Regions from separate parts of the Mus musculus genome. Here region 2 is linked to region 1. A link is a contact called in public HiChIP or PLAC-seq data. All regions are on one chromosome and are shown on one strand. Each heading gives the region's core, a stretch centred on a gene start, on an enhancer-like site or on the middle of the called end of the contact. The rest is flanking DNA. Distances are from core to core; before and after follow the strand shown. Region 1 overlaps Utrn (utrophin). Region 2 has its middle 27 kb from the start of Utrn.

Evidence for each region. HiChIP or PLAC-seq counts read pairs in DNA pulled down with a chosen protein or histone mark.
Region 2: a contact with region 1 is called in a BATF HiChIP or PLAC-seq map of CD8 T cells, with 6 read pairs. The contact joins two enhancer-like sites. A contact is called at or near these places in 1 of 15 datasets of contacts at CTCF or cohesin (the NIH/3T3 cell line), 13 of 484 Hi-C or Micro-C datasets (CD4 T cells, CD8 T cells, CD8 central memory T cells and 6 more), 12 of 115 datasets of contacts at active chromatin or transcription factors (CD8 T cells, the HPC-7 cell line, bone marrow-derived macrophages and 7 more) and 2 of 9 other capture datasets (adipose tissue and liver).

The regions. Positions count from the first base shown.
Region 1 is chr10:12,804,134-12,807,809 of GRCm38.p6, forward strand. The region is part of intron 1 of Utrn (utrophin); the gene reads right to left. Among named protein-coding and RNA genes, the nearest start is that of Utrn, 56 kb to the right of the region's middle. Within about 2 kb of position 1,933, at least 48 of the 459 cell types and tissues checked have an H3K27ac peak or open chromatin away from gene starts, as enhancers often do. A contact at or near this core is called in CD8 T cells, CD8 central memory T cells, Th17 cells and 6 more, where this site is marked.
Region 2 is chr10:12,886,648-12,890,323 of GRCm38.p6, forward strand. No RefSeq gene overlaps it. Among named protein-coding and RNA genes, the nearest start is that of Utrn, 27 kb to the left of the region's middle. Within about 2 kb of position 1,939, at least 58 of the 459 cell types and tissues checked have an H3K27ac peak or open chromatin away from gene starts, as enhancers often do. A contact at or near this core is called in CD8 T cells, CD8 central memory T cells, Th17 cells and 6 more, where this site is marked.

The DNA of each region.
Region 1 (3,676 bases), core at 683-3,182:
CAAAAAATCCCTAAGCCAACAAATAACCCAGGAACTGGGATGGGTCTGAGGAATCAAGTTAGTAAGAACAGACAAGACTTAAACTGAGAGCCTAAAAGAAGGTTCTCAGACACATAGCAGTAGAAGCAAAAAAGATGTTCCCAGGCCCTACATGGCAGAGACAGACTAGCTTTCAACAGCACAGATCAGCAGCATATCTCATAAAGGCAGTGTTGGGGAATATATCCAGGGATATCTGAACTTGATCCCTTGGGAAAGATGTAGATCAGAGAGGAAGGAAACTCATATTTAGAAGTCAGGGAAGAATTCTTGGACAAGATGTACTTGATCACCTGAATAGAGAATTATTCTAAAAGCAGAATAAACTGTGAGGACATACCTGGCTTTCCAAGCACCTGGCTTTCCAAGCAGCTAGCTGGGAGTATGATTCAGTTGTCCAGCACTTGCTAGCATACAAGCAACCTTGGATTCAGCCCTCAGGCTCAGAGAAACCAGGCATGGTGGCATGTTGCAGGTTATTTGATCACACTGTGAACCCCAAAATTTTGTTATTTACTGTATGTATGTATATATACATATATATCCTGTTTCTAGTAATGGTGTGGCTCAGCCATTAGCACACACCTTTAATCCCAAACAATGAAAGTAACGTTAGTTTTTAGAAGGAAGCACCCATGCTTGTAAGTGGTGTCTAATTGAGTGGCAGACAAAGTGTCAAATCAGAGAAAGATTTGACAGAGTAGGATATGCTCAAGTTTCACAAGAGGAAAGGGAAATGACCCGAGGGAGCAGCAGCACAGAAAAGGAGAAAGAAGGAGGCAGTTTTATCAGGACAGTTGTACAGAGACAGGTTGCAGAAAGAGAACAAACTAGACACTGATGAAGACAGAATGAGCTAGAGAATGAGAAGGAGCCAGAAGATTAGAACATATTGCCAAAGATAGTATGAGGCCAGGCAGGGCCATTCAGAATAGGCTGAGAGAGAAGCCAGATTGGACCAGTCAGTTGAAGAGGAGTTTTGAGCCAGAACAGCTGAGTTGAATCAGCCAGCCAGAGCTCAGAAAGAATAAGAAAGGGTGAGCCTCTGCCTCGGGAGGCAGAGGCAGGCGGATTTTTGAGTTCAAGGCCAGTCTGGTCTACAAAGTGAGTTCCAGGACAGCCAGGGCTATACAGAGAAACCCTGTCTCGCAAAAACAAAAACAAAAACAAACAAAAAAAAAGGGTGAGCCTATTCAGCCGTAAGTCTCAGTGGCTGAAAACACTCTAGGCCTAGATTAGATTGTATGGAGACTAGAAGCTTCCAGAACTAGGCCTAGGTTAGCAGACTGAGGTGATAAGCCAAGGAGACCAGTCAACAATTGCATCAGGTTAATACAAGTTACTTTTCCAGTGGTAAACACCTGTCATCTCAGCCTTCGGATCAGAAGGTCCAGGTTGGTTTGGGCTACAAAGAAACTCAAGCTTTGGAATGCCTCTCAGTGGCTTTCAAGTGCCAGTCAAACAGCTGGAAGCCCACAGAGCAGATGAGCTCAACTCCAGCCACACTCAGGCTGGAAAACCAGGGCTGGGGTGGGGGGTGGGGGGAGTTGGTGTTTTGGTAGGACAAAATGTGAAAACATTATTTTGAGGTTGAATGGGTGTTCCAACTCAGAAAAATCAACCTGCTTCCATTAACTTACAGCCATTTCCACAAACAAGCCTTTTCACATGCTAATTATTTTTCCACTTTTAGCCTACTTGAACAGCAACATGGTGCCCTCTTGACCAGGTTGCTTAGCACTGCAGGGTTTTTTTTTCCTGTCCTCTGCAATCTGCCTGCTGGTGGGCACATCAGTACTATCAGGATGTTGATGTCAGTGACACTCACACCCACTCACTACCTTTTCACAGGACGGATCTAGACCTCAAAGCCAACACTCAAGCATGAGATGAGGCCCTACCTTACCATCACTGATGAGCCTGCTCCTCTTACTCAGGACAAACGCTTATCACTAGCTCTGTGCACTGTCTGCAAAGTGTATGCTGTGACCCTGGGCTACAAAGCAAAACAATACAACAAAACCTATTTAAAACTCCCCACACATAGGCAGCAGAAGTGCAGTTTGGTCTTCATGTGGGTCTCAAACAACTGGAGCATGGGCTATCCTAAAAGCTGTTGCCTGGGAACTGACCATAGAACAGGAACCCACCAAAAGAGATCCCAAAGACTTGAGGATAAAACAGTCTAGCCCAGGGCTGGACAGATATCTCAAAGGTCAAAAGCACCCGCTGCTCTTCCAAAAGACCTGAGTTCCATTCCCAGCACCCAAATCAGGCTTCTTATAACTACCTGTAACTTCAGCTGTGGGGGGAATCCAACACCCTTTTCTGGCCTCTAGAGACATATGGCAAAGATTCATTTAAACATAGACATATATACATAAATAAAATAAATCTTATCTTTAAAATACATATATTTAAAACACTGTAACAAGTGGTCTGGAGAGATGGCTCAGCTGTTAAGAGCACTGACTGCTCTTTCAAAGGTCCTAAGTTCAAATCCCTGCAACCACCTGGTGGCTCACAACCATCCGGAATGAGATCTGATGCCCTCTTCAGGGGTATCTGAAGACAACTACAGTGTACTTACCTACACTAAATAAATAAATAAATTTTTAAAGCCTTAAAAACAAACAAACAAACAAACAAAAAACACTATAATACTTCCACTTGGTCTTAAGACCAAGAAAACAGCAGGCACTCAATATGTGCTTAGCAGATCATTTCTTTGTTTTTTGTTGTTTTTTTTTTTCCCCAGAGCATAGCAACAGGCTAGGGATTTTTCATCATAGGACCCCAGACCAGAACTGCTCTCTGGCAGGGCATGCAAAAACACCCTGACTATACTTTTCCTGTTATACACTAGTGACTCAGAGTTAGATAATAAATACACGTTTTTTTTTTTCATTCTCACTTGCATGCTTTCAACAAGATCCCATTATTTAATCCTGACTTGCCTAGACCTCACTGTGTCCACCAGGCTGGCCTGAAACAATGCCTCCCCCTACCAAGTGCTGGCATCACAAGTGCACGCCCACCATGATGCCCAGCTGATGCATATTTACAGCCATCTTAACTAATTCAGACAACTAGCAGACACTACCAGGCATGGCTGAGTCTCTCTCTTGAGTTATCACAAAAGGGGATCAGCAAAACCACCCAGCAGCGACAAACATCAGAAAAGGGGTAAATGCCATGGACCAAGCAGAAGCTGAAAGCATGCAGATCAGAAGGCAGCAAGAAAACAGGCCAGGTCAGAAGCCAGGAGACTAACCTTGGCACTAAGTTCTCAACAAGGAGCTTGTTGTACCAACCGAGAGAAAAGGGTCAGAGCTGGGGCAGTAAGAGGAGCTGCTTTGTGGAGGGTCAGGCAAATGGCTATCTGGCAGTATTTTCACTGATGATGATGATGTGCAAAGCTAGCTGGAGGAATCTGTGCTCGGTGTCTTTCTTCCTAGCACCTTAGGGTCAGCCTCCTGTAGTATCTGAGCAACAGCACTCACTGGGCATCCATCATGCTCCTAGACTACGGTGACAGCGCTCCTTTAGTTGGAGAAATAAACCTCTCTGCAGACTAAATAAAGCTTTTTGTACAAGACACCAGAAAGCAACTAGGTCATGAGGCAGAGAACTAGAG
Region 2 (3,676 bases), core at 689-3,188, 83 kb after region 1:
TGAAGAAGCATCAGAAGAGATGGGTGAACGGTCCTCAGCTCTCCTTCTCCTCTGACACAGCTCAGGTCCTGCCTGCAATTAAGATGGGTGTTCACACATCAGTTAACTAGTAAGATGACCCCACCGTGCCTGTAAGCACATCTCTCAGGTGATTCTAGAAAGTGTCAGGCTGTCAAGCTCACTGTTGAAGTTAACCACTCAGTCTCAGAAGAAACTACCTGATCATAGTCAATGTATTCCCCCAGCACAGGGCACACTGAAGAATAGTGTGGTCTGGCCTGGAGGTGTGGGTGGGAATGTCAACCTAGCCTTAGGAAGCATCCCTGGTTACCTTTCACCAACCATCCCCACATCCTTATTCTTCTCCCTCATATCACTGTGGGATTTTCCCCATGCCCCCGTGGATTGCAAACCTTAATTCTTTCTCCTGTTTATTTCCTTTATTTTTTTTTAATTTTTTATTTTTTATTTAGACTTCTATACCAGCATTAAACACTTGATATATTCACCAAATACTTGTCAGGAGAGAGGAACACAAACAAGTGGAGGAGTAAGGGGATGTGGTCGGGTCAGCTGAAGAAGTGACTAGGAGCCAGGATCTGGAGGGGCTCTGGACCTGACAGATTCCTTCTGGGACAAACCTCCAAAGGTTGGTTGTTAATGGAAAAATATCCTGGAGGTATGCATAAAGTATGGAGTTGTGCCTTCAGGCAGATTTAAACAATACTCTAGCCCCTGCCTGCCTCCCAACATTACCCCAACCCTGAGAGGAACGGCACTACCTTCATCAGGACTTAAGTCTGAAAAGCCTATCCTGCCTCTGGCCTTCATGTCTTCCAATGCTACCCACTGCCCTGCTTCAATGAACAGAGAATCTTCCTTATTTTGAAGATTTATTTTCATTGCTTTTACATATTTGTATGTATCTTAGTTAACTTTCTATTGCTATGACAAAATGCCATGACCAAGGCAACTTATAAAAGAAAGTGGTTAACTTGGAGTTCACTGTTCTAGAGGGTTTGACTGTAACTATCATGGTAGGGAACACAGTCCTGGGGCAAGAACTGAGAGCTTACATTTGATCCAAAAGCATGAGGCAGAGAGAGCTAACTGGGAATGGCTTTTGAAAACTCAAAGCCTGGCCCTTAGTAACATACCTCTTCCAACAAGGTGACACTTAACCCTCCCTAAACAGTTCCAACAACTGGGGACCAAGCATTCAAAGTTAAGAACCTAGGACGGCCATTCTTATTCAAGCACTCAAGCTGGAGCTCAGGCTGCAGGCACACAAACACTAGGAACTGAACTCAGATCCTCTGGAAGTGCAGCAAGCACTCTTACCTACTGGGCCAGCTTCCAAGCCAAGGGCTAACAGTGGTTTGAAGTAATGAGAATTCTTGAACAATATCTAGGCCATACACTGCCTCCCCTGCCCTTCTCTGCTTGATCTCAGTAGCTACAGCATAGCCTCAGTCATGGGAGGCCCTGAAAACTTCAGACAAGGAGACTTTTAAACGTTGGTTATTCTGGGACATTCCAGCCTGAAGCCAAAACTTATCACCCACCCAAGAAAGGAACTCAAATGTCCCACAGCAGGGGCTTAAAAACCTCTATAATTAGAGAGAGAGAGAGAGAGAGAGAGAGAGAGAGAGAGAGAGAGAGAGAGAGATGGAAAAAGCATACATAAACTCTGAAGGATAATCTGTCCATTCAGGAAAATTTCAAGCGTGCTCGTGGAAACATCTTTAGGATACAGACAGCAGATGAAAGGGCACAGTGGGAGTAAGCCTAAAGATTTTTAATGAATCAGGACTCGCGGGCATCAGAGTTAGCCTTAGAAGGCTTGTGGGTGTGGCTTCAGTAAGCACCGGACCGCAGGCGCACACACCCCACGTTTCCTGAGTCAGACTTTCCAGTGAGTGGGTTGAAATGACATCTTGGGTTTCACTTGGTGGCTTGGGAGTTCGCTGTAACATAACAGCTACCTCTCAGTGCTGTTTGTACACCTTATCAAGTGCCCCACAAGAGAATTTTCTAGAACGTGCAGAGGATGCTTCACTCAGTCTACGAGTTCTCGGGACTATCTTTGAAAAGCAACTAACTACCTCAAACGGAATGCTTGGTTTTTGGAAACTTGAAGCCGTTTAATTGACTGAGAGAGAACACTTGTAATGGTTGGTAATTTTAAGTCTCTGATATTCTTGCATATTCACCCCACCACCACCTTTGCCATTTTTGCCTGGGCAGGAAAAAGCCCAGGGCTAAGTGCCTTAATTTACCCCTTGGGCGCCATTCTCCATGGGTGTGAGTTATGAAAGGGTTAAAAGGCAGTGGTGGCACCCATGCCCCAACTGTGGGCCTCGCATATGTGTGAATAGATGTTGTAGCTGTACATAGGCATGGTGTAATGCCTTAAAAATTGACTGGGAGGATCAGACAGATGGTTTAGCCGGTAAAGGTGCTTGCCACCAAGCCTAACGACCAGAGTTCGATCCCCATGACCCACAGAGAGAAAAAGATCCCACCCTCATTCTCAACACGAGATTGTCTTCGCACCTATACCCTTGTGCCATAGCACACTTACCTCCTGAACAAAGAAGTAACCGCGATTTTAAAATTAAAAAACAATGTCTGTCAGGCATGGCGGTGCCTGCCTTAATCCTAGTGGTCAGCAGGTAGAAGCAGAGAGAACCCTGTGAGTTTCAAGGGCAGCCTAGTTTACATAGCAAGTTCTAGGATAGCCAAAGCTACAGAGATCTGGTTTCTGTCAGCAGCAGCATCAACAATAGCAACAATTTAAGAAGATAGTTTTCCTTTTAACTCAGTTGCAGTCCTTCTGGGACTTTTTTTTTTTTTTTAAAGATTTATTTATTTATTATTATATGTAAGTACATTCAGACACTCCAGAAGAGGGCATCAGATCTCATTATGGATGGTTGTGAGCCACCATGTGGTTGCTGGGATTTGATCTTAACTGCTGAGCCATCTCACCAGCCCCTTCTGGGACTTTCTTATAAAATAAGTCCATTTGATGCTGTTATATCTTCAGCTACTTTTTTCCCTCTTGAGATAGGGTTTCACGTAGCCCAGGCTAGTCTCAAATTTCCCATGTAGCCAAGGATGCCTGGTTTCCACACCTGGAATGCTGGACTTGCTGTGGGCACCATCATAGTTAGTTAACGAGTTGGGAATCAAACCCAGGGCCTGATATATACTTAGTAGAGCATTCCATTTAGTAAGCTAAGCACCAGTTCCCAGGGGGAAATTGGAGAAGCTGTGGGGTTTTTTTCCTTTAGAGTTAAGAATACATTTATTAATATTGACCTCACACATGATAACTAAGTGCTCTACCACTGAATTCCCCTCACCCCCTTCTGTTTTTCTGAGACAGGTTATCTCTGTGTAGCCCTGGCTGTCCTGGAACTCACTCTGTAGACCAGGCTGGCCTCAAACTCAGAGATCTGCCCGCCTCTGCCTCCCAAGTGCTGGGATTAAAGGTGTGCGCCACCACTGTCCTACCGCTAAACCTTAACGTCCTCTCCTTTTTTGTTTTTCTTAGTGTGTGTGGAAGTGAGTGTTGCCAAGATGGCTTTGAACTCATTCTGTAGCCAACACAAGTCTTCAGCTACCAGTTCTTCTGCCTCAGCCCCCTTATAACTGGGATGACAGGTCCATG